6 separate regions of the Mus musculus genome follow, and all the other regions are linked to region 4. The links are chromatin contacts, called in public promoter capture Hi-C maps. All regions are on one chromosome and are shown on one strand. The core of a region is the stretch at or near the end of the contact, and the rest is flanking DNA. Distances in the headings are between cores, read along the strand shown.

Region 1 (4,251 bases), core at 892-3,391, 1.1 Mb before region 4:
ACCGTGCTACGGAACCTAAGCACTACCACACGGCTAGCAAATGCGCAGGAGACACTGAGCCAGGGCTCACTCCTTGCTGCCAGCTACAAAGCCTTAAGCTCATGAGCACACACATAGCTCTGCATGGTGACAAGGGCGTTAGAGAGTCCAGTGTAAGTGGAAGACACACGTGATGGTAGAGACAAATGGTATTAGGGTACATGGAGGAAGCTTCCATTAACCTGCCTAACTGGGGAGCGACTTCAAACAGTGTCTAACACCTTGTCCAATGGCTTCATAAAGACAATAGTAATAAAGCCGCTGGCATCTACTTTTTTTTTTTTTTTTTTTGGTTTTTCGAGACAGGGTTTCTCTGTGTAACCCTGGCTGTCCTGGAACTCAGAAATCCACCTGCCTCTGCCTCCTAAGTGCTGGGATAAAGTCGTGCACCACCACTGCCTGCCCAAAAACTTTTTTGAGCCAGGTGCAGTGTACATGCATTTTAATCCCAGAACTCAGGAGGCAGAGGCAGGAGGATCTCTGTGAATTCCAGGACAGCCAAGTCTACAAAGGGAGACTCTGTCTCAAAAAAAAAAAAACAGTAGATGTAGATTTAGCAGCAACTCTGAACTTCACTTATGATTTCGCCTTTAAAGACAGCACTTGGGAGGTAGAGGTGGTAAGATCTCTGTGAATTCAAGGACAGCCTGGTCTAAATACAGAGTTTCAGGACAGCCAGAACCACACGGAGAAACCCTGTCTCTGGAAAAACAAACAAAAAGTGTTTACTCTTCACAAAAGACACTTATGGCAAGAGGCTGTAAGCCAAGGTCAGGGTGTATACCACGGCTGAGAAGGTGATGACCTAATACTAAAGAAGATCAGTACTAAGGATTCTGAGAAAATAAGCTCTCTGGGGGATGTGGGTGGGGGTACAGACTTAACCAATAAGAACTTAAGTTTACCAGGCACTTCTGGTTGTCTTGAAGCCATTGAAAGACAGGGATCCAGGTGTTTTTTTCTATACGTAATTCGGAGCTGAGTCCCTTCCACCTAATAAAAATAACATAGGGCATTTTCTTATGTTGCACAGCAGAGGGTCATTCCAGTGCTCTGACAGACACGCAGAGACTTATGGCTGGTAAGTAAGGTTGACACATACACACGCTAGAACCAATGAGTGACAAACACACCCCCGGAAGGATAAAGTCCACTAGTTTGCCAGTATCCTATGGCTGGCTCCTCTGAACACCCGAGAGGAGAAAGCCAAACCTCAGTTTAGACAGACACCTTACCACAGTGAAATGACGCCGGACTATGCAGACAGACAGATGTTAATGAGGAGCATTGCCCAGCTTCTGCAAATTAGCGAAGCTTCTGAGGAAGGGTCCATCCAGAGGCTCTAAGTAACAATAAACAAGCAAGGTTGGTACAGCGCCCCTAAGTCCACCGAACATCCGACCACTCCCCAGCCGGATTACATAGCAGCCTTTCCCCTTGGCAGAAATGAGCTATGCCAGCATAGAAGACCAACTCGGCATCACTAAAAGTCATCGCATTCTCACACAACCCTTGTCTTGAAAACAAACCCGCGGCGCTGCACAGCAGGCATTATTGGTCCAGATTTTTGTTCAAGTTCACTGCGGTCCTAGGGACATCCGCAAGCCAGACACACGCCCTTTCCCTCTCCCTTAGCGACCCCAAGCCCACGACTCTCTCGCAGGAGGTGCAAAACAAAGCCTCTGAGATGTGTAAAGCCAATCCCGACCTTCCCACGGTCCCACCCCTCAAGGCGAAGCCGGCTGGTTCGCAGCGAGCAGATGCTCCGAGGCTCACTGTGCGGGTCTTTCTGGTGTCCCTCGAGCCCCGCTAGGGTGGAACAGAGCCCCCCTCCAGGCCCCCCAGGCCGCGGCGCCCCGGAACTCAGGCTGCCCCCAGCTCCGCCAGGCCGCGGTCGGTTACCTGCTCGCCCGCCGCCTGCGGCCCGACTTCCCGCACTAAAGAGGCTCCGAGGCTCCAGATGGCCCAAGAGGCTGCTGGGCTGAACAGAGCAGAGCCATCGTGAGAGCGCGACGAACGCTCCCCTACGGAGGACAGTCGCCGGCCGGCAACCGAACCCCCAAACCACCCCGAGACTGTCGCAGGTCGCGCGAGACCTGACTCGAAGATCCGCGGGGCATGCTGGGAGTTGTAGTCCGAGATCTGAGCGTGCCTCCGTACCCACCACCACCGGAACACCTCCCTGTAGGTTGAACTCTAAAAGGGAATTCCACGGGGTTCCCAGAAAGGAGGTCACCTGTTTCCAGCACTTCCTCTGCGCTTTTTACTTGATTACAGAATTGTGGCACTTGGAGGCTGAGGCAGGAGCATTGCCTGAATCAAGGAGTGTGGTGGGGGCTGAGGATGAGAAGGGGGGAAAGAATGAAGATTGATGGCTGGAGATGGTTCAGTTAAAACAGTAATTACTGCACTTGCAGATGACCTGGGTTTGTTCCCAGCACCCAGGTTTGGTATCTCACAACCTCTTGTAGTACAGCTCCCAGGGTCTGCTGCCCTCTTCTGGCTCCCAAGGACACCGCAGTCGGTCTCCCATTCCCACATACTTGAATTTAAAGGGGGGAGACCCATCCCCCACTTTGCCAGACTCTCATTGCTTTATCAGGAAAGCAAGCTCAGGCAGCCTGTTAGCAGGTGGTGGCTTCTTGCAGGAAGCTGCAGATGTGGCACACAATAGACTTTACCTAGATTGGAAGACTCCACCCTAGGTGGGCTAGCCAACTGTGGCAGAAACAAAGTCTGATTCTGCCTGCTCAAGGCTGGGGGGAAGGGCACAGTTCAATGAACCATGAAGCCAGGTAGGCGCCTTCGTGGGTCGTGACCCACAGGTTAAGAACCACTACCATACCTCCCACACACAGAGAGGATCTGATAGTTAATCTTTCTCCCTTTAATTAGCAGTGGAGTCAGGCGGGCTCCACACTAGTACAGGACTAAATACAGGAGCATCCGCCTCCCCGGAAATGGATAATAACTATGAGAAAAGTGGACCTGGAGAGGTAGCCACTCAGAGGTCTCAAAAACACTTCCCTGCTCTGCTCCATGAGAGAAAGCTGAAAACACCCACACTCAACTCTGCTCCAAGTCCAAGGTTCACTGTCCGCTCAGGAAGAATCGGAGGGTGTTAAAAGATGGGAATACATTTGACTTTGCTTGCATTCTGTTAGGACCAAGACTGGGCCAGGAATTCATGTCTTCTGTAAGCTGTATACTTCATTTGTGAATAACACACTTGATTTGCAGTGTGACACTTGAAAAAGTATTCCCAGTGTTTTTACTTTACTGCTCCTGGGAGGAAAGGGTGCAGATCAATTCTCACATAAAAGGTTAAACATGGGGACGGAAGTGAAGGCTCCTCAATGGAGAACACTGGCTGCCGTTCCAAAGGACCCAGATTCAATTTCCAGCACCCATAGGACAGCTCACAGCTGCTTATCACTCTTCATCCAAGGGGTCCAATGCCCTTTTACAGCCTCAGCATGTGAATGACAGACAGGCACACATCTATGCAAGCAAAACAAACACAGGGCTGGAGAGATGGCTCAGTGGTTAAAAGGACTGACTACTGTTCCTAGAGGTCCTGAGTTCAATTCCCAGCAACCACATGGTGGCTCACAACCATCTGTAATGGGATCTGATGCCCTCTTCTGTTGTGTCTGAAGACAGTGACAGTGTATTCACATACATGAAATAAATAAATTCTTTAAAAAAAAAAAAGACAAACAAACACACACACATTTAAAAAACAAATCTTTTATAAGGTTAAAATGTCTTTTTTTAAAAACAAATGAAATATTTTGAAAATATCTTGTTTTAAGATTTATTTATTTATTTTATGTATGTGAGTACATGTGATTGGCTACTATTGCAACTGGTAGATCCTGAGAGAGAAACCGAGGCAGGACAACCAGGAGCAAGAGACCTCAGGTGGCAGTGAGCACATTGAGAACGGACTCTTAGGAGAGAGCTTCAGTGAGGCAGCTCATTTAATGGAGGGAATAAACGCTATTTAAACCTTCGAGGGGATGGAGGCTTTCAGGGTGAGTGAACATCATTGGCCAGGGCCAGGGTGCTAGGGATACCTCATTACCATGAGGAAGGATTCCAGGTGCTACTGTGCGGCTGGACATGACCTTATAATGGCTGTCTTAGTCAGGGTTTCTATTCCTGCACAAAACATCATGACCAAGAAGCAAGTTGGGAGGAGAGGGTTTA
Region 2 (4,166 bases), core at 185-2,684, 1.1 Mb before region 4:
CCTCCGTGTCTACCTCCATGGCCTTTACCTGTAAAGAACAGGTTTGAGACCAACAGACAAGCACCTTTGGTCAGAGTTTGACCAACGTTAGGGAAGGACATTCCCTATGGAAACACAACTATGTCTTGTATCAGAAAATCCTTGCCCAAAGTCACTAGAACCAGATCACACCACACACGGTATGTTCATGCTCACACTCACATGTCATACCACACACAGTATGCTCATGCTCACACTCACATGTCACACCACACATGGTATGTTAATGCTCACACTCACATGTCACACCACACATGATATGTTCATACAGTTGCATATGACACCCACAGTAATATTTTTAACAAGCAATTCATCTTTCTGCCTATATCTATGCTTTCCTTACTCTGCTGTGTAGTAGCACCACAAAAACCATGTGCATGAAGAGCGCTTTATAAGTTACAGGGAGCCATGTCCGATAGCTTCTTCATGGGGAGGACTTACCTGCCAGTGCTTAGTTATAATTTTACTAAAAAAAAAAAAAAAAAAAAAAAAACTCTTGGGGTAAGCCGGGGGGTGTTGGTGCACGCCTTTAATCCCAGCACTTGGGAGGCAGAGGCAGGCAGATTTCTGAGTTCGAGGCCAGCCTGGTCTACAAAGTAAGTTCCAGCACAGCCAGGGCTATACAGAAAAACCCTGTCTCGAAAAACGAAAAAACAACAAAACAAAAAAAACCCCTCAAGCTCTGGGGGACAGAAAAAGATACATTCTAGAAAATTCCACTGACCTGAGAAGAAATGGTAAGCAGAGGAGGGGGCGTGAATAAAGGAGGTCGTTAAAGGTCTTTGACCAGAATTAGTGCAAGCAAAATGACTTTATCACAAATATGGGAAGTAAGTGTGTGTGTGTGTGTGTGAGAGAGAGAGAGAGAGAGAGAGAGAGAGAGAACAAATTCTGAAACTCTGCTCAGTGAAGGAACGTCAGGTGGGAAGGAAAATAGGAAGCGGCTAGTGTGGAGATGGGGAAAGTGCTTTGCGTTATCAGTACCTTCTTCTTACGGAGGGGAACCGCCTTGTTGGGGTCCATGGCCAACCCCATCTCCGCCAGGTTCTGCCGCACGGATTTGGTGTGGTCCCAGGCATGTCGTATGTGGGAACTAACATCAAAGAGAGAGAGAGAAATCGAGATTCTGTCACCTCACCTTAGATCCCAGCCCAGGCCCCCGCCTCCAAACTGGCCCCTCACCACTCAATCCGTGGCGCTGCCTTCCGACGAGCATTCCGGTTCAGACGCTTTCGGTTGACGTTGTAACCGAACTTCTGCCTCCGAGTCTTTCCCTTAGCCTTGGGCATCTCGCTAACTGCCCCAACAGCAGCTCAAACCCTTGAAACAGCAGCTCAAACTCAAGAACCACGCTCTCAGAGCCGCGTGTTAATAGTCTCCGTCCACCCGTGCGCGCAAGGATTCTTGGGAAATGTAGTTTTAGTAGTTAGTGCCTCCACATTCACTTACTACAACTCCCAGAAAGCAACGGGCAATGGCGCCTGCGTGCTACACTCAGCAAGCTATTTCCCCGCCCCGTAGTGACCTCATCAGAAGGCGGGGTCCGGTGTCCGGATTTGTGTCCTACCTATTTCTGTGCTGGTGGGTATGGCGGCTCCCGGTCCTGTGAGTCCAGAGGCGCCTTTTGATCCGTCCAAGCCCCCAGTTATCGAGGGCTTCAGCCCCACGGTCTACTCCAACCCAGAGGGCTTTAAGGAAAAGTTTATTCGCAAGACCCGTGAGAACCCAATGGTGCCTATAGGTAAGTGTGTGCTGTAGGAACGGAAGACCGAGAGGACAGCGGTTTCGTAGGGAAAGGAAATAGGGGTGGATCAAGTAAGCCTGGGGTTTGGGAAGGGGAGCGGACCAGAGGTGTGACGAAATGACGGTGCGGGGTGGGGGGTGACTGAAACGAATCGGAATGCATTGCGGGGCTTGGGACTAGATGAAGCAGACTGTAGAACTGCCCTCCTGTTGTGGCTCTGGGAAAGCTGGGACGGGCTACATCCTTAAGGGACCTGCAGGACCCGACCTGTTGCCTCCCGCGTGTGTTGTCCTCTCCCCAGGCTGTCTGGGGACGGCGGCTGCCCTCACCTATGGCCTTTACTGCTTCCACCGCGGCCAGAGCCACCGATCCCAACTCATGATGCGCACCCGGATCGCTGCACAGGGTTTCACGGTCGTAGCCATCTTGTTGGGGTTAGCGGCATCTGCTATGAAGTCTCAAGCCTGAGTATAGCCGGGTCTTAAAGCGCCATGGAAACCATTACAAAACCCAGGAACAACAGACATCCCTGTCAGACTTGCTCCCTCCGTTTCAGACCGGACCTTATTGTCATTTGGGTGAGGAAGTGGCCGATTTTGTAACTGATTTGCGCTTCCACCGCTGCCCCCTCCCGCTCCCAAAATCCCAGGTTCATTTCAGTTGGGTTGCATGCTTCTATTTGTGATGCGTCCCCTTAATTACTTAATAAAAGCTTATTACACTTGTATGTGATGAACTATTTCTTAATCTCATTCCTACGATCAAAACCATGATTTTTCCTTTAAATTTTTAAGAGGGAACAGGCTGTCAGTAGGACTGGCCTTTAAAAATCAGCTAGGTCTGACAGTGCATGCCTATTGCCTTAACTGTTCTGAAGGTTGAGGGAGAAGAAAGAATCTTGCCTGACTGCACATGACTTCAAGAGTTCAAGATCACCGGGCAGTGGTGGCACATGCCTTTAATCCCAGCGCTTGGGAGGCAGAGGCAGGTGGGTTTCTGAGTTTGAGGCCAGCCTAGTCTACAGAGTGAGTTCCAGGACAGCCAGGGCTATACAGAGCCTGTCTCGAAACCCTGTCTCGGAAAAAAAAAAAAATGCAAGATCACTCAGTAGAGTAACTTAGACTCTGTATCATTTAAAATGGCCTGAGGGTACAGCTCAGCAGTACAGTACATAGTGATTGTGAGGCCGGAGGTTTATTCTCCAGTTGTGAAAGAGGAACATAGAGCCTAGTGCTATCCAAACTTTCCTCGGCACTGTCAAGTTACTTGGGGCACTGGTTAAAAGTAGAGATTCCCAAATGTTCATTCTTGGGATTCTAATTCAGTGAGCTGTTTGATGTAATACGGGAAAGTTTGCCAGCAATTTCCAAGTTTCTGTAGCCTGTAGATGAGGCCTGTCGTGGTCCTGTTGTGAGTCAGGATGTTCAAACACACACCACCACCATTCTTTGACTACTTCTCTTACTCCGGTGCAGCCTCCTCTGCGACCCTCCACTCTGCTGATCTCTTTACCACTCCAGCTTTTGACACAGGCGTCTCAAAGGCATTTGTGATCTGTAGTCACTGTGTTGCTTTGAGGAACCGAATCCTCCCATGGGTCACCCTGCCTCTCTGAATACCTCCTGAAGGGGAAAGGGAAGAAAGTGAAGATACATTTCTTGGGCCCTGACATGTTTTCAATCTCTGAGTGGAAGGTCCGTGACTAGAGCTAGGTGTTTGTATCTCCATCATGATCTTAACCACAAGGCATATTGCCAGTGTGGAACACTGCATTGTGAAGCCCTCAGGATGCAAGAACAGGGCATAAGGAGCTGAAGATGGTGCCGTATTTAAAGGTAATGTCCACCTAGTGTTATGATGCCCCCACCCCCTAAAATACATTTAAAAGTCGAACTCCAACTCTTAATTTTTTAGGCCTTATTTGGCAATAGGACTTTACAGCCATGACCATCAATAGTTAAAATACAGTCTTTAAGGTGGGCTTTAATCCAGTAATACTGGTATCCATTGTTTTAAAATTTATTTAGGAGTTCTCCCCACTCCCCTCTCTCTCTCTGCATGTACACACGCATGCCAGAAGAGGGTATCAGATCCCATTACAGATGGTTTTAAGTTTCCATGTAGTTAGTTGCTGGGCATTGATCTCAGAACCTCTGGAAGAGCAGCCAGTGCTCTTAACCACTGAACCATATATCTAGCCCCTCGTATCCATATTTAAAAAAAAAGATTGACAGCCAGAGCTATACAGAGAAACCCTGTCTCAAAAAAACCAAAAAAAGAAAAAAAATTGGACACACAAATTATACATGGGAAAATGATGAACACAGACAGCCATGTGAGGGTGTAAGCAAAACTGGAGACCTATATCTGCAAACCAAAGGAT
Region 3 (3,962 bases), core at 1,039-3,538, 1.2 Mb before region 4:
CTCAGGTACACTAGAGAATACTGAAAGAGAGCAGCCTGGGTTTCAGTTTTGGTTTTGAAAGAAGATAGTTTTTGGTGGGGAGAACAGAGGTGAGTTTAGTTGTAGATAGATGCCTAGAAACATGAATATCCATTTGGAGATGTGTAAATGGAACTTTAAGGACTGGACAGGACAGGGCTGGTCTGGAAATAAACGTGTCGGGTGGGGAGAACATCAAAGATGGTCACAGAAGCCTCAGAGTACTTGAGACTATATGAAGGGAAAGTAAAGAGTGGAACGGCCCATGGCGAAACGCTGAGGGGCATGGAGATATAAGGACTGGGAGCTGAAGAAATGGTTCAGTGGTTAAGAGAACTTGTTCTTCCAAAGGACCTAGGTTCAGTGCCCAGTGCCCACGTGGCTCACATCCACCTATAACTTCAAATCCAGGAGATTCAATGCCCTCTTCTGAACTCTGAAGGCACCAGGCATCTGTGTGGTGCACAAACATACATGCAAGTAAAACACTCATTTGTATAAAATAATATTTAAAAATCTAATAAAAGCTTAAAAAAAAAACCAAAGGACTAAGAAAAAAAAATAAAGATTTAAGGGCTGAGTGGAGGAACAAGAGGCAGTTAGACGCTAGAGATAACTGATTAGAAAAACCACAGTCAAAGAGACAGGGGTATAGCTTAGCCTGTATGGAGTCCTAGATTAGATTCCGTGTGTGTGTGTGTGTGTGTGTGTGTGTGTGTGTGTTGTGTGTGTGTGTGTTGAGATGGATGCTTGATAGCACTACAGGAAACTTACTTTACTGTATCCCTTTATAACAATTCACCCACTGGACCAAAACATCTGAAACCTGTGGTCAAGCTATTTGCCCAACAGGCCAGTGATCTCTCTCCTTCCCTTCCCTCCCCTTTCCCTCTCCCCTCCTCCTTTTCCTCCTCCTTCCTCTCCCTTTCTCTCACCCTGGCTGACCTTGGCCTTTCAAGAGCTAGGATTCAAGGCAAGCACCGTGATGCCTGACTCAGAGCAGTGAACCTTCAAGTGTGTTCACCAGACTCTAAGCAATGTCAATATCACCTAGAAACCTGAGAGAAATACCAATTTGGGGCTCACTCCCAAAACTCAGTTTCTCAGTCAGAAACACTGGTGTGTAGTCCTGCAAACTTTATTATACACTCTCTGGCTGATTCAGAAGTTCACTAAAGATTAGAAAACACTGCATCACACGCTGCTTAGACAGCACACAACAGCTTTGCCTCTAGGAACTCCCCCCTTTTTGTTAAAGACATTTTATTATTCTATTTTTTGAAGTTACTTGAGCATAAGCAGCAGGGTTTTGTCAGTATTGCACATTTTTAAAATAGCCATGGGCCCTATTTTGATTTAATGTCCCTACCCTTCAACAAAACAACCAAAGAATTCACTACTTACCCATATTTCCCTCTGATGGGGATACAATTTTATCCCTATATTTTCTGCTTGCTCACAGCATTGGAGTATACGGGCACTCTGGGACCTCATAGCTCTCTGTATGTGCCTTTTCAGTGGTTTCTGTCAACTAGAAACTCAACAAACTCTTACATCTGACAGTTTAAATTCCTGCGACACGTATTGTTGGTGAAACCGCAAATCGGCACAACTTAAGACAATTTGGTACCATTTGTCAAAATAACAATAAAAACATAGATTTGATCCAATAAACCTGCTTCTGGGAATTTATCCCACGGATTTACCTGCACACACAAGAGTGGGTATCTCTCCCTTATCTCAGCCAGAAGCCCCAGTCAATAAAACCCTAGGTTCAGGTTACCCTTTTCAGCCCCTCAGGGCTTCTTTAACCCGAAGGCGTCACTGCTCCTTCTGCCAGGTGCAGGCTCCACTACCGGGTCAATTAAATGCGCTATCAGAGGCTCCATCAGCTCACTCCAGTCCTCACACCTGCAGCCAGGGGCTCGTCACCAGCACTGCCCACTGTGATCGGTTGAGAGCGGCGGCGGACAACCTCTCAACCTCAGCGTTTTTCAAGCCCGCCGACCATGCGGCCCAGCCCCTCGGTTCTATCCCTCCCTTTCCCTCTCTTCCCTCTCTCTCCTTCTCTGAGGGAAAGGGAGCCTGGCTCCTCCAGGGTTCTGTGACACTGCCCTGACCCGGGCGCGCGGCTGCCCCCGAGATAGGCGGGGCTCCGAGCGGGACCGGTCCTCTGGAGGCGGGGCGCGGTGGGGGCGGGGCAATGGAGGGGGCGGGGCCGGCGGGGTACTAACCCCGGTGTCTGCGACGCCTTCGCTGCAGTCGCTTCAGCAGCTGGAACCGGAGTCGGAGTCGCCGGGGCCGCTCGCCGCTCGCGCGTGGCTCCGCCGGGCCCGTAGCCATGGAGGACTTTATCGTGATCTCCGACGACAGTGGCTCCGAGAGCTCGGCCGGGACCCGCTCGGGCAGGGCGCGGAGGCTGCGCCGGGCCCTGTCTCGGACCCCCGGCGCGCTGCCCCGCCGAACCGTGGTGAGTGAATCCACTGCCGCTCGCCACGCCCGACGGGAGCCGAGCGTCGCCCCCTCGGGGCCTCAGCGTTGCGACCCTGGCTCCCCGCCGCCGTGTCTTCCCGCCTTTGGCGGCCTCGGGCCTCGAGGAGCTCGGTGGCGCCGCTGGCAAGGCAGGCCTCGGGCTGGCCAGCGCTGAGCCCTACAGGGTTGTGCTGCGGAGCCGGCCGAGCACATGGGCGACACACTGAGCACCAGTGCGAGCTGCCAAGCGGTGGCCGGCGGTGGCCTCCGGCCCGAGCTGGCTCCAGAGCTTTGGCAGCGGGAGGAGTGGGGGGTCCTGGCCAGGCCGCAGCCGCCACCCGGACCTCGAGGCGGGCGCGCGGGAGCGCGTAATTGTTTGGCTTATGATGGGCACAGATGTGTGCAAGGAGGTAACAGGAGCCCCGGCTGCGAGCGAGGGAAGCGCCGCCCTTGGCATGGTGGCGGCTGCGCTGCAGGGCCTAGTTCTTGAGCTAGGGCCCCGATTTTTGAGTTGTGGAGAAGGACAGTTAATTTTGCTTTGCAGATGCGAATCACATACAAAGCCAGGGGGCGGGGCACTCCCACCTTTGTTTTTCCTTCGGTTCTTTATCTTTGTCCCTGCTCCTGAAGTGATGGAATAAAAATATCTGTGGTCTCTGGCTTTCTAGAACTCTCCACAGAAATTTAGTGACCTGACCCCTACCATGATCTACATGCTGTGGCTTCAAAAATCAAGGGATCCTTCTCTGTTCTTCCTAATATGTGTCCTAAATCAATGTCAGCTACTCTATAAGCGTGTAAATCACATTTTGAGTGCTCATTCATTCTAAGTTGCCTTTGGGAAGTCTTCCTACACCCAAAGGTAGGTGTCTTAGGATTACTGTTGCTGTGATGAAACACCATGACCCAAAGCAACTTGGAGAGAAATTGGTTTAGTTTACACTTCGCTGTTCATACTAAAGAAGTCAGGACAAGAATTCAAGCAGGGCAGGAATTTGGAAGTAGAGGTTGTGCAGAGGCCGTATGGTGAAGCGATGCTTTCTTTACCGGCTTGCCACCTCTGGCTTGCTTAACCTGCTTTCTCACAGAAACCAGGACCACTAGCCCGGGGTGGCTCCACCCACAATAGGCTGGGTCTTCCCACTGCAATCACTAGTTGAGGAAATGCCCTACAGACTTGTTTACAGCTGGATCTTAGGCTATACATTTTCGATTGAGGTCCCTTTCCCTCAGATCACTGTAGCTTGTTACAAGTTGATGTAAAACTAGCTGGGACAATATGTGTTCTCTCTCTTTAAGAGAGGAACATAATTTTTGCATTTTTGTATTATCTAGCTTGTAAATATACCTTTATAGCTAGTTTATCTTTCTTCTTTTTTTCAAGACAGGGTTTCTCTGTGTAGCTCCGGCTGTCCTGGAACTCATTCTGTAGACCAGGCTGGCCTTGAACTCAGAAATCTGCCTGCCTCTGC
Region 4 (4,050 bases), core at 460-2,959:
GATTTATTTACTTTTTTAAAAAAAGACTTACTTATTATATGTAAGTAGACATCTTTAGACACTCCAGAAGAGGGCACCAGATCTCATTACAGATGGTTGTGAGCCACCATGTGGTTGCTGGGGTTTGAACTCGGCCTTCGGAAGAGCAGTTAGTGTTCCTAACCGCTGAGCCATCTCTCCAGCCCACTAGCTTGCTCTTTATGGTTTGCTCAGCCTGTTTTCTTATAGAACCCAGAATCAACATGCCTGGGTGGCCCCACCTACAATGGGCTGACCCTCCCACATCAGTCACTAATTAGGAAAATGCTCTGTAGGTTTCCTACAGCCCCACCATATGGAGGCATTTTCTCAGTTGAGGTTCCCTCCTCAGATGACCGTAATTTCCCATTTTGTCAAGATTGTAGTAAAAATTAAACTTTTATTAAAATTTTTTATTTAAATAAAAATTATTTACATTTTATGTTTCTGGGTGCTTTGCTTGCTTGTATATATGTGTGCACAGTATGGTACTGATGGAGGCAGTACTGGATCCTAGGAGCTGGAGGTGAAGAAGGCTGTGAGCTGCCATGTGGGTGCTGGAGATCAAACCCTGGTCCTGTGTTCTTAATGAGTGAGTCACTCCTCCAGGCTCAGGCTCTGAGCTTTAAATGCCAGACACTTACAGGACTTAAGTACTCAGGTTAGAGGCACATGCTTTGGAGTTTGAGTGACAGTGGACTAGTACCCAGCTACTAAGTTACTAAGTATTACAGCGTCTTGACTCAGATTGCCAAGACCTTTGGTTCATAACCCTTGGCCTTCTTCGAGAGCAGTATGTACTCTTAATCTCAAAGTTATCTTCCCCTCTCCCCTCCCCCTTTCTGCTCTCATCTCTTCAACTCCCTTCCCCTCCACTCTTTTCTCCTTCCTTTTCCCACCTCTCATTTTTGAGACAAGGTCTCATTCTGAAGCCCAGGCCAGTTCTGGAATTCATGATGTAGCCCAGACTGGCTTGGAACCCACAGTAATTCTCCTGCCAGAAGAGGGCATCAGATCTCATTATGGATGGTTGTGAGCCACCATGTGGTTGCTGGGATTTGAATTCAGGACCTCTTGAAGAGCAGTCATTGCTCTTAACTGCTGAGCCATCTCTCCAGCCCCCCTAAGTGTCATTATCTTAGGAGTCCCAGTGTTAAAACCAACCAACCAATTTGCCAGAAGTAGCAAATTATAGGATAGACAGTTACATACACACATACAGCAGTTATGCGAAGTTCAAATTTTTTTTTTTTTTTTAAAACTTCAGTCTTCGGACCTTCGGAAGAGCAGTCGGGTGCTCTTACCCACTGAGCCATCTCACCAGCCCGCGAAGTTCAAATTTAACTGGATCTATCCTCTGTCTGGCAACACAAGCTAGTGCAACATGCTGAAGTAATACATCAGACTATCTGTGATTTCCCAAGGTTCTGTCCCTCCTCCATTGTGCACAAGTTTCTTGGCCTTTTTGTCTCTTGAAATGAAAGGTATTAACTCCGCACACAGGTTCAGTACGTGTCGCAAGCAGCGAGGAGTTCTCATGGGAATGGCTATTGATGGCTGCTCGAATCCTACTTTGATACTTGTTCCCCAAAAGCGGCTTCCAGTACAGGTCGCACAGGCCTGGCTAGAGGCCGACCGCCCGACTCCAAGATGGCGTCTGCAGCGTCGGCCAGGAGTCAAGATGGCGGCCCGCGGCCACGCCTGCGCTCTGGGCTCTCCTCCCCGTAGTCTCCCTGGGGCGGGGGGTGCGACTCCGGTTGCCGGTGCGCCGATTTTCTTCCACCGCGGTGGCTGTCGCCGCGGCTCCCTGTCGCGCGCCATGCAACTCCTCTGCTGGTGGCAAGTCCTGCTGTGGGTGCTGGGCCTTCCGGCCCACGGCCTGGAGGGTGAGTGCGGATCGGGGTCCGGCGAAGGCGGCTGCGTGGGGCGACGCGCTGCCACCCGCGGGCGGTGCGGGACGGTGCGTGGCGGTGGGGGTGCTGGGCGGCGGAGGCCGAGCCTGCCCAGGCCCCTCGGCGGGCCTGGCCCGATACCCTCTGCGATGCGCACTTTATGATCAGCCGTCAAACGCAGACACCTGACTTTTGTTGTGTCCTGATTAGAATCCCAGAGCTCAGATCTCCTCCAGTCCTTCCAGCCGCCGCGGGAGACTGCTTCCGTTAATACCTTCATTTCACAGGCTGGAGACGAGGAGGCTCGGAGGGAATAAGCTATTTGCCTGTTCGCACTTAGTAGTAATATCAGAGCCTGAGGTCTCTCCGACTTCAAAGTTCACGCTGGAGTTCGCTCTTGCTGGGCCACTGTTTGAAAGTGGCCACTCTAGATTAGTTGGGATCTGTCTGAAGAAAACACCAAAAACCAACATCAGATTCCTGGGGCCCGTGTTTATGTGGGGACCCCTTTAAGTGGGTAAAGGAGCCACTCTGTGCTAGAGTGGGGAGCAGAGAGAGGCCTTCTTAGTTCATGGCTCTTTTATCCACTCCTATTAAAAGACCATTTCTTTCTTTCTTTTCTTTTGGATTCATTTATTTATTTTTAGTTGATTAGTTAGTATTTTTTTGAGACAATGTTTCTCTCTGGAACCTGGCTGTCCTAGAAATTACTCTGTAGGCCAGAGATCAAGAGATCTGCTTGTCTCTGCCTCCCGAGTGCTGGGATTAAATTCCACCACTGCCTGATTTACATCAAACATTTTTTGTTGCTATTGTCCTTTGTTTTGAGACAGCTCAGACCGACCCCCCCTCCCCCCAATCCTCCTGCCTGCCTAGGGCTGTTTCCATTTAGGGATGCCCAACCTGGAACTGAGACTCAGGACCTAAATCCTCTTTCAATATTATGCAGCCATAGATGAGGGCCTGAGATGGAAGCCAGTGTCTGTCAGATCTCACAGCCAAAAATTGAAATTTTCAATCTATTTAATCACTAGCCTTTAAAATGAAGATGTAAGTGGGGCAGTGGTGGTGCACACCTTTAATCCCAGCATTTGGGAGGCAGAGGCAGTCGGATTTCTGAGTTCGAGGCCAGCCTGGTCTACAAAGTGAGTTCCAGGACAGCCGGGGCTGTACAGAGAAACCCTGTCTCGAAAAACCAAAAAAAAAAAAAAAAAAAAAAAAAAGATGATATATGGAATAGTTGGCTCTCTAGACTTCTTTCTCAAAAAGAAGGCACTGGAACAAGCAGAGAATGGGGTCAGAGTGTTGTAATAAGTCTCGGCACCCTCCATCAGTGTTTATTACAGGCCTGTGGTGTTCCTGACCAGAAAGCAGCAAGGCTGGGAAACTGCTCCCTTTGGCCTGTGCTAGCTGTCTGAAGGTTCTAGACGGGTTCAGCAGCTGCCACCAGATGTGGTGGCACAGGCCTGTGATCTTACCCCAGCGTAGGTGGAGGCAGAAGGCTGGGGAGTTCAAAGCCTGTAGCAGACAAAAGAAACAGAACAATATTAGGTTTTTAGTTTCTCTACATTCAGTGCATACATTAATAGTTCCTCACTAAATACTCAGATTTCCCAGAGTTAGTAGTCATTGTGAACTCCTTGCAAAATGCACTATTCCTTCACACATTCGTACAGACCCTGAAGATACCACAGACTGACTAGGGTATTGGTCACGTGGTTAGGCTATAGCCTGGGCATAAAGGAACCTTCACAGCTGGTTCCTCCTCAGAGTGGCTGAAAATACAAGGCTTCCCCCTCCCTCACACCCCCAGCTACTATTGAGGGACTAGCATCTGGTTTTAGGGGTGCTGCCCAGGGACCTAGGAATGAGAGTGAACAACTGCCCTTGAGTTCCAAGATCCTGTAGTCATCTTTACTAGGGAGTCTGTCAGTGGATTGCTATTTTGTTACTTTCTTGGGGGCATGTGTCACAATGTAGCTCATTCTAGTTTGAAGTCACAGAAATCCCCCTACCACAGGTTCCCTGTAACTGGGATTTTAGGAGTGATCTACCACGCTCAGTTCACTGAGTCTTTCCATGAATTCTGTGCATTGGACTGCTGGGCCCCAGTATGCATAGGAGGGTTAGACAAAGTGGA
Region 5 (4,400 bases), core at 1,411-3,910, 1.0 Mb before region 4:
GTACACACCCATGTCTTGTAACCCCAGAGCAGGTCCAACCTCAGGCTTCTGCAACTAACTCAGTCAGGATGAAGCCTTGGCAAGGAACACGCTGAAACCCATCAGGCCCTGCAACACTGAAGAGTGTATCACACTGGACTAGCCAGCCTTGTGCCACAAGGTGGTCTTTTCACTCTTTCTCAGCCAACAAACCTATGGTCATCTGATGTCCAGTTTCAAATGCTGCCCCCTGCTGACACAGCAAGGGAGGGCAGTTCCAGTTAAGCACCTCAGCTGGTCCTGCAAAGGTCAGAACCATTTCCTCTACCCAGGACTCGCCAAGTTTGGGCCCCAATTCTCCAAGTCTGCAGGGAAGAATGCTTCCTCCACATTCCCCAACAGTGCCTGGCCTCAGCCACAGACCTGGGGTATACCAGCTGGATTCACTGCTGTTACTGACCGGCTCAGGCACTCAGCAGGAGTGGGATTCAACTGAAGAAGCCTCAATGACAGGGTGTTGTCAGAGTAAACAATGGGAGGTTATAATCACTCCCCCCAAATCTTAGTCTCTGAAATGAGGCTAAAGCATACAGGAATGGATGGATGGATGGACACACACACACACACACACACAACCCAACTGCATTTGCTCTCCCTCCTCAGTCAGAAAATGGGCCTTCTCTCCAAGATACCCTGACACATAGGCCCCCACTTTTGAGATTCCAGGTCAGGGAAAACTCAAATACCTGAAACAAGATGCCTGGCCTATCCCAACCCAGCAGACAGAAGGACATCTAGTGGGAAGCAATGGAGCCAAAGGTAACAGCATCACCCCCAACTTCTTGCCAGGGTCTTAGGCCCATCACTTCCTCTCCTTGAACTTCAGATTCCTCCTCTGTAAAAATGGGAACCTAAGAACGATCTCTCAGGGACCCATCAAAGGCTACTTTAAAGGGAAGAGAAGAGGCAGCCTTAAGTGAAGGCCAGCTGTGGTGTGAATGGTTGGCCTCCTCCTGCACCCCTACCCTAGGTAGACACAAGTCCCTAAGCGCTAAAGGAGGCACGAGCATGGTGTCCAGCAGTGTACCTGAGGAACAGAAAGGTGGTTCTTTAACTCCTGCCAGAAACTAAAGTGGTAAAGAGGGGACACACCCATTTCAGTTACTGAAACCCCAAGGACTTGTTCTAGACCACGGGGAACACAATTGGTCCTCCTGGCTGGTTCCCTAGACCCAAAGCCCCAGTAGTCTCAATGACAGTGGTCGGAGGGAAAACTACAGAGTACTTCAGGAGCCACGTGTGAGATGTAGTATCTTTATGCGTGAGTAGTGTCCCAGAGACGCAAGAGTGACTGAGCTGGACCAATCAACACACTCAAGGTCAACCAGCACCACTGCTTTCCCACACCTCTCTTCACTGTACTGCTCTCTATCCATAAAGTTTGTGTAAACTCCCCTAAGTCTATCTCTTGTCCCCATGGGTCCACAACCCCGCCAGCCAAGTACAGAGTCCCAAGCACACATTCTAACCCTTGAGTAGAGTCGAATAGGGTCGGTTTGCAGAAAGATTCACTCCCTCTAGCAGACGAGCAGGCTTAGGTGGGAATACAAGTTCCCCTACCCTACATGCTCGCCGTACCTCCCTCTAAGTAGGAGCTTCCCAACTCCCACAAAGGCCGAGGAGGCGATTTAGGGCGGAACCACCACACCTTGGCCAGCTTAGACTCCCTGGGTGACCTTGGTTAAAGAACCCCTTTAGTTTCGGCTAAGCCTTATTAACAATAGAGACTGAAATCTCCCCAGGGCGCCCCTAAAAAAGCCACAGACAAGAAACTAGGTGTTCACATTATGGGGAAGGAAAACAAAGTCCCAGAGGATAAGGCTCCTCCCCAAAGCAGGCCGTGGGGCTCCAGCAGTTTTCCAAAGCTACCCCTCCTTGGGGATGGGACCGAAGCTCGTACACCTGTCTCAGGAGGGGCCTCCGTTGTTCCCCTTACTCCGTAATGCCGCACTCGGAGGAACACTGAGGGGAAAAGGCAGGCAGCACCGCTGGGGCTAGAGCGCTGTGACTTTAAGAGCCGAGGATCCCGGACCATGTGCTCGGCGTGAGACAAAAGCAACAACAAAGGAAGTGGCGGCTGCAGGGGGAGGGGTTGGCTCCTTCCCCTCCACCGCAGCGCTCTGCAAGGCAGAAGAGCGGCCCGGACTAGGTAGCCGCAGGCAGCACCTGGCCCGGGGGCCCCGCCGCCGTCTCCCACCACTCCCTCAGCCCGGGATCGACGCCTACGAGGCCGGCAAACAACGCGTCCCCGAGGGAGCCGTAGTTCCGGGGTGCGGGTCCGAAGTTAAGAGGCCCGGCCCGACTCACCGGCAGCCGTCCGACCACACGCGGGCTCCTTTGTTCGCGATGCGGGGTGCGGACGGTGAAGCGCCCGCTCCTTCGCGAGCCTGCTCTGTCTTCCGCCTCCCCAGCCCGGGCCCGAGAGAAGGGCGGCGCAGGACGCAGCTGTGCTCTCCGGCGGGCTGGCCCTTTAAGAACTGTCCGCGGCGGCCGGATGGAACCAGCCCCACGTTTTGATTCACAACATTCGGATCGGCGGGGGCGCGCAGCGCGGGAGGCGGCTCGCGGGGGCGCGCCAGGACGCGCAAGCAAACAGTAGCGGCAAGAGCGGACACCCGCCCCGCCCCGCAGGCCCCGCCCCGCAGGCCCCGCCCCGCGCCGCGCGTCGGCCAATCGCGTCCTGCGGGCGGCACGTGACTAGCGGGTCGCCATCTTGAAAGGCTGGCTAAAAAAGCCTCTTCGCCCCCACCTCATACTTCAAAGCCCACAAGGCCGAGTCGCAGGTGATGAGCGGTGCGAGCCCAGGTACGGGGACCGTGGCACGCACTAACAGGTCAAGGTTACCTTCTTAGGGCCGCGGCCTCTGTGGGGCACGCAGCCTCTCACGCAGCCGAGGTGAGAGGACCGCTCTTAGCTCGGCAAGCACACTTCCCGGAGATGACGTCACCACAAGCCCGGCAGGCCTGCGATGACCTCATAGCTCACCTCGCCTCTCTACTCGCTCGCTTTCTGTTCCGTTAGACGGCGCCTTTAAACAGCTGGGACAACCCAGGGCTGAAGAGACCAATGACTGAGGAGCCATGCAAATGATTTAACGTCTCCTGGGTAGGGGGATTGGTCTTGCGCGTGCTGACGTCACAGAAACATCTCGGCACCCCGCCCCTAGCGCGGCCCGGGAAAAGGGGTGGAGAGGCTCTAGTTCAGCTGAAGTGGGAAGAGTTGGGATCTCCTGAACCAGGCCCAGGGAGGTTTCTGCAGTTTAGTTCTCTAAGCTTCTCAACGACTGAGAGCCTAGGGATCAGGACAAGCAAGCCACTGTACCGGAAAGAAGAGTCACTCCTCCAGGACCGGCGGATCAATAGTTCGAGAACAGCCTGGTCTACATAGCTACAGAGACCTTGTCTTCAAAATACAAGCAACAAAAATATCACACACCCAGATAGTAACACAGCTGAGGCGAGAGAGGGGGCAGACGTCGGTGTCCCCTTAGGATGCCCCCCCCCCCCCCGGCCAGGCAAACATACAAAGTGGGGTATGGTGTGTCTGCATCGATTATATAAGCAGAACATCACCATTACCTAAAGCACTCATGTCTACTAGGCCGGTCTGTAGTAACTGGACTACTACAGAGTCCACCAACCCAGAACAGGATGTCAGTAGAAAATGGCAACATTTGTTAAACCTCTGTGGCTACAGATGGGTGACACTCTGTACTTTGTGGATGCATCCCATAATCCCAAATATTTAAAAAACAAACCAATTTACTAACAAGGTGTAACAATATTATCAATTTCAACTGAATATTGTATCAGCATACAGTGGGAAGTGATTTGGGAAAAGACACAGGAATTCTCATTAGGGTGCACCTGTTCAGGAGGGCAGATTTGTTTTTTGAGACAGGGTTTCTCTGTATAGCCCTGGCTGGCCTCAGAAATCCACCTGCCTCTGCCTCCCAAGTGCTGGGATTATGCCACCACTGCCCAGCAAGGAGGGCAGATTTTTAAATTTTTCTTTGTATTACTATTGTTTTTGTGTGCTTATAAACATAATCTCCTCTATCTCAGGCAGCCTCAACTCTTGATCCTCTTCCCAAGTGCTGAGATTACAGGCATTATACCACCACTCCTAGTTTAAATTTTTTTAATTTGGTAACTGTGTATTTGCTTTTAAAAATTCTAGACAGAGGGCTGGAGAGATGGCTCAGCGATTAAGAGCACTAGTTACTATTCCAGAGAACCAGGGTTCATTTCCCAGCACCCACAGGGCAGTTTACAACTGTCTGTAGCTCCAAGGAATCTGACACCCTCACACAGACATACATGCAGGCAAAACACCAATACACATAAAATTCTATTCAAAAA
Region 6 (4,279 bases), core at 301-2,800, 1.1 Mb before region 4:
GTGTGTGTGTGTGGTGCAGGCATGTATGCGAGGTCGGGGGGACAATTTGTGGGAGTGAGTTCTATCTACCGCCATGAGGGTTCCAGGGCGTGAGCTCAGGTGTCACCAGGCTGGGCTGATTTACATTTACTTGACAAGCCATCCTGATAGCCCCTCAAACTCCAGTTCCGTGTATGTTACAAAAGGCTTATTACACTTATGTCAGAGTTTCTTCAAACGCTGGGCCATAGATACAGTTTCTTCCTTCTGTGTTCCCAGTGGGGACGGCAACACAGCAAGTGTGGAAGGAAAGAAAGATGAATGTATACATACAATATTTATTTCCAACAGGACCATTAAACCTCTTTAACATGACACCAAAAAATAACAAGGTCTACTAGGAGGGTCACCATGAAGGTCCATATTTGTACTAAATATTTAAATATATTTATAAGAAATTGTTCCTTGGGGCAGAAGTATCAATGATAAACATAACAATGCAGGAAAAAGGTCCTGAACCCTTATGTCTGAAGCCACACGCAGAGGTCCGGGCCACCTTTGTAAATCCACTAAACAAACAGTTACAAACAGGAAGGGCACAGCTCTTGGCCATTTGTGCCCCTGCCTAGACTTACAGTCGGGCCCATGAAGGACTGTGAGGTCTGGACAGGAAGAATTCAGCATCCGAAAGAAGGGGTTGAATTCTTTATTGCTACTTCCTAGTTGTTTTAATAGTGTACCCTTTGAAGCCAGTTCTAAAATGGGTTCAGTAACGTGTATGAAATTATTATATGTAATTAACATTGTCTCCCGCACTGCTGCAGGACTGCAGGTGATCCCCAAAGGATGAGCTGCGAGTTCTCTGAGCGCCCCCTGCTTCCCTGCAGAAAGGAACGCTAACGCTAACGTCAGGAGGACGTGTCCGTCCCACACCTGTATCACTTAGCTAGGACACTGGGACAGTCTCAGAACTGAGCAGGGGGAGGGTTCCAGAGCCAGGGTGGAGAAGCTGGCCTGGGGATGAAATGTCATGACTAAATTCCTGTCCCCAGAGTCAGCAGATCCAGTCTCAGCGCAGATTCCAACTCATCTCCCGGCTCCTTCCTCTTTTCCCAGGCCTCACGGATACACACAGCCCCCCGAGGTACCCTTGGTCACCCTGGATAGCCGGACTCAGAGTACAGCAGGGACCCAGGCCGGGTCTGACCGAGACTGGGCCTCCCGCCCCCGGTGGTGGCCTCAGCCTCCCCGGTTCCAGGCCGCTGCGCTGACTCACCCCCGCTCGCGAGTCCCGGCTGCGCAGAGGCCACCTGGCTGGCGGCAGGTGCCCCGAAACCCGGGTCATTCTCGATGCCAGCAATCTCGCTTTCCTGCTGGGCCAGGAAGGCGGCCGCTGGGTCCTCCTCGGCGGCCTCCGGGGCCCCGCTCTCCGACGATGAGAAGAAGCCGAAGTCCTCAGCCATCTTCCCCGCGTGGCTGCTGTCACCTCCCGCCCGCGCCCGCGGCCCGCACTTCCCGTCACCCGCCCGGCTTGCCTGTCACTGCGGCTGCAGCGGCGGCGGGAGGAGTCGCGGCGGGAATGCGGTGACGTCAGCGGCCGAGGGCGGGGCCCGCGGGGCTGGGTGGTCGCCCCGCCCTCGGTTCGAGCCCCCGAAGCCCACCTTCGGCTCCAGAGCGTGCCAGCAGCACTGGGCTGGCACCGGGTGCATTGAACCGAAAAGTTTCTCCCAGAGCTGATTTTGTGAGCTGCGTGATACAAGAGTACTCTTCCTGCGTAGGAGGAGGGAGCTGAGGCTGGGAAAGGCTTGAGTGCCAGGCGCGCACAGCAGAGCCTTGTTCTCTCAGGACTGAGTAAAGCATCCCGCCGCCCTATCTGTGTGATGAGCCCCTGAAATCAGGGACTGTTCCTCTTTCTCCCTGTCTGGTGACATTGATGTTCCTTAAGGCAACTAACTGGCTGATTGTTTTGTCTTTCAATTTGAGCTCTTTCTCTAGTTCTTAGAGCAGAGGGTCAGTTTGTCCCATTATTGGTTAGGTTCCCGTTGATTACTCAGTACAGTACAGGTGGAGCCTGCTTTTTTCTTTGGTAATTAATATACGTATTGTGACAGCAGATTGTATGCCAAACTCGCATTGCACATTGCAATTACTTTCGCGGTTTTTGTTGTTGTTGTTTTGTTTTTTAGTAGCCTGTTTGACCTCAAATTCTTGTATAGCTGAGGCTGGCTTCAAAGTAGTGATTTTTTTTTTTTTTTTTTTTTTTTTTTGTATTTCGAGACTGTTTTTCTGTATAGCCCTGGCTGTCCTGGAACTCACTCTGAAGACGAGGCTGGCCTCGAACTCTGAAATCTAACAGCCTCTGCCTCCCAAGTGCTGGGATTAAAGGCATGCGCCACCACTACCCGGAGACCTTTTTCAAAAATACAGTATCTTTTTTGGTTGTGTTTTTGTTTTTCAAGACAGGGTTTCTCCATGTATCCCTGGCTGATCCTGGAGCTCACTCTGTAGATAAGGCCGGCCTCAAATTCATAAAGATCCACATGTCTCTGCCTCTAGGATGCTGGGATTAAAGGCGAGCACCACCACTGCCAGGTGAGTACCTCTCTTTTAGTCTTTGTCAATTTATATATATATATATATGTATATATGTGTGTGTGTGTGTGTGTGTGTGTGTGTGTGTATATGTGTATATATATATATATATATATATACATATACATATATATATATTATGTATACAGTGTTCTGCCTGCATATATGCCTGTAGGACAGAAGAAGGCACCAAGATCACATCACAGATGGTTGTGAGCCACCATGTGGTTGCTGGGAATTGAACTCAGAACCTCTGGAAGAGCAGTCAGTGCTCTTAACCACTGAGCCATCTCTACAGCCCTCTTTGTCATTTTATACAAACAAGTAATGCATTTTGAGCATATGCTCCCCCCTCACATATCTCACGCCTCCCAGGTATCCCCTCCCTAACAGTTCCCCTCCCCCACTTGAAATTTTTTTATTTATTTATATATTTATGTGAGGACACTGTAGCTGTGCAAATGGCTGTGAGCCTTCATGTGGTTTTTCAGAATTGAATTGGTTTAGGACCTCTGCTCCCTCTCCAGTCAACTCTGTTCACTCAGTTTTTTGGTTTTCCGAGACAGGGTTTCTCTGTGTAGCTCTGACTGTCCTGGAACTCACTCTGTAGACCAGGCTGGCCTCGAAATCAGAAATCTGCCTGCCTCTGCCTCCCAAGTCCTGGGATTAAAGGCATGGGCCACCACTGCCCTGCCCAGCAGATTTATTTATTTATTTTGGTTTTTCGAGACAGGGTTTCTCTGTGTAGCCTTGGCTGTCCTGGCACTCACTTTGTAGACCAGGCTGGCCTCGAACTCAGAAATCCGCCTGCCTCTGCCTCCCGAGTGCTGGGATCAAAGGCATGCGCCACCAAGCCCGGCTGATTTATTTATTATTATACATAGGTACAATGTAGCTGTCTTCAGATGCACCAGAAGAGGGCATCAGATTTCATTACTGGTGGTTGTGAGCCACCATGTGGTTGCTGGGATTTTAACTCCGTACCTTCAGAAGAGCAGTCAATGTTCTTACCTGCTGAGCCATCTCACCAGTGCCCCCGCCCCCCATCCTCTCCAGTTTTTTTGTGTTAGTAACCCACTGAGTTCAATTAACACTGCCTGAAGGAATGAGCAGGCCATCACAGTGACGCACAGTGAGGTTACCCCTGTAATGTTCATGCCACTGCTACACCAGTGAGAACTTTAGGTTTTTGAGTCAGTCTCACTACACAACTGTCTGGCCTTGAGCCTGCTATGTAGACCAGGCTGGCCTCAAACTCACAGAATCCATATGATTCTGCTTCATGCATGGTTTTTTAAAATTATTTTTTAAAGTTACACATATGTATGTATAGGTGTATGGGTATGGGTGAGTGTGTATATGTCCAGGTACCTACAGAGGCTAAAGGTATATAAGATACTATGTATCTAGATACATTGTAGCTAGAGTTACTGCAGGCTGTCAGTTGTCTACAAGAGTAGCATGTTCTCTATCTTTCCAACCTCAGTGGGATGCCTAGCAGGTTAATATTATCACATGAAAGATGCGGACAAGGATGCTGTTGATGTCTTTTCCACCCCAGCAGCCTGAGCAGCACCTTCTAGCACTCTAGCTCAACGAAGAAAGGAGGCACACTATCACCTGAAAGGCTGCCTGTGCCCTTTCGCAGTCAGCTTCTGTTTCAGCTCACTCCCAGGACAGCAGCACTCTGCTTTCTGTTACTAGGGAG

Evidence for each region. Promoter capture Hi-C pulls out the DNA fragments that hold promoters and counts their contacts. Capture Hi-C pulls out chosen DNA fragments and counts their contacts.
Region 1: a promoter capture Hi-C map of liver shows a contact between it and region 4. The contact joins the promoter of 4833439L19Rik here to the promoter of Txndc15 in region 4. A contact is called at or near these places in 5 of 39 promoter capture datasets (cranial neural crest, embryonic stem cells, hematopoietic stem and progenitor cells and 2 more), 2 of 115 datasets of contacts at active chromatin or transcription factors (bone marrow-derived dendritic cells and extraembryonic endoderm stem cells) and 1 of 9 other capture datasets (liver).
Region 2: a contact with region 4 is called in a promoter capture Hi-C map of adipose tissue. The contact joins the promoter of Nop16 here to the promoter of Txndc15 in region 4. A contact is called at or near these places in 3 of 39 promoter capture datasets (cranial neural crest, pre-B cells and second pharyngeal arch cranial neural crest), 1 of 484 Hi-C or Micro-C datasets (B cells), 3 of 115 datasets of contacts at active chromatin or transcription factors (bone marrow-derived dendritic cells, extraembryonic endoderm stem cells and microglia) and 2 of 9 other capture datasets (adipose tissue and liver).
Region 3: a promoter capture Hi-C map of liver shows a contact between it and region 4, with 4 times the contacts expected there. The contact joins the promoter of Simc1 here to the promoter of Txndc15 in region 4. A contact is called at or near these places in 1 of 39 promoter capture datasets (pre-B cells), 1 of 484 Hi-C or Micro-C datasets (B cells) and 1 of 9 other capture datasets (liver).
Region 5: a promoter capture Hi-C map of liver shows a contact between it and region 4, with 2.9 times the contacts expected there. The contact joins the promoter of Rnf44 here to the promoter of Txndc15 in region 4. A contact is called at or near these places in 2 of 39 promoter capture datasets (cranial neural crest and pre-B cells), 3 of 484 Hi-C or Micro-C datasets (B cells, CD4 T cells and CD8 T cells), 2 of 115 datasets of contacts at active chromatin or transcription factors (bone marrow-derived dendritic cells and thymic regulatory T cells) and 2 of 9 other capture datasets (adipose tissue and liver).
Region 6: a promoter capture Hi-C map of liver shows a contact between it and region 4, with 7 times the contacts expected there. The contact joins the promoter of Cltb here to the promoter of Txndc15 in region 4. A contact is called at or near these places in 5 of 39 promoter capture datasets (the C10 cell line, liver, maxillary cranial neural crest and 2 more), 1 of 484 Hi-C or Micro-C datasets (CD4 T cells) and 2 of 9 other capture datasets (adipose tissue and liver).

The regions. Positions count from the first base shown.
Region 1 is chr13:54,563,241-54,567,491 of GRCm38.p6, forward strand. 4833439L19Rik (RIKEN cDNA 4833439L19 gene) reads right to left here and starts at 2,142. Exons shown (of 9, transcript NM_133797.4): 1 at 1,942-2,142; 2 at 1,275-1,381; 3 at 945-1,032. The coding sequence starts at 972.
Region 2 is chr13:54,588,640-54,592,805 of GRCm38.p6, forward strand. It overlaps Nop16 (NOP16 nucleolar protein), which reads right to left and starts at 1,435. Exons shown (of 5, transcript NM_178605.4): 1 at 1,222-1,435; 2 at 1,024-1,132; 3 at 1-28. The coding sequence starts at 1,328. Higd2a (HIG1 domain family, member 2A) reads left to right here and starts at 1,592. Exons shown (of 2, transcript NM_025933.3): 1 at 1,592-1,780; 2 at 2,085-2,508. The coding sequence starts at 1,627. The coding sequence ends at 2,251. It overlaps Cltb (clathrin, light polypeptide (Lcb)), which reads right to left. Exons shown (of 6, transcript NM_001347512.1): 6 at 3,747-4,166.
Region 3 is chr13:54,501,517-54,505,478 of GRCm38.p6, forward strand. It overlaps Simc1 (SUMO-interacting motifs containing 1), which reads left to right and starts at 2,289. Exons shown (of 10, transcript NM_176987.4): 1 at 2,289-2,488. The coding sequence starts at 2,360. LOC115486438 (a long non-coding RNA gene) reads right to left here and starts at 2,798. Exons shown (of 3, transcript NR_168901.1): 1 at 2,253-2,798.
Region 4 is chr13:55,712,941-55,716,990 of GRCm38.p6, forward strand. Txndc15 (thioredoxin domain containing 15) reads left to right here and starts at 1,710. Exons shown (of 5, transcript NM_175150.3): 1 at 1,710-1,904. The coding sequence starts at 1,838.
Region 5 is chr13:54,685,148-54,689,547 of GRCm38.p6, forward strand. It overlaps Rnf44 (ring finger protein 44), which reads right to left and starts at 2,661. Exons shown (of 11, transcript NM_001146026.1): 1 at 2,347-2,661.
Region 6 is chr13:54,609,823-54,614,101 of GRCm38.p6, forward strand. Cltb (clathrin, light polypeptide (Lcb)) reads right to left here and starts at 1,551. Exons shown (of 6, transcript NM_001347512.1): 1 at 1,256-1,551. The coding sequence starts at 1,442.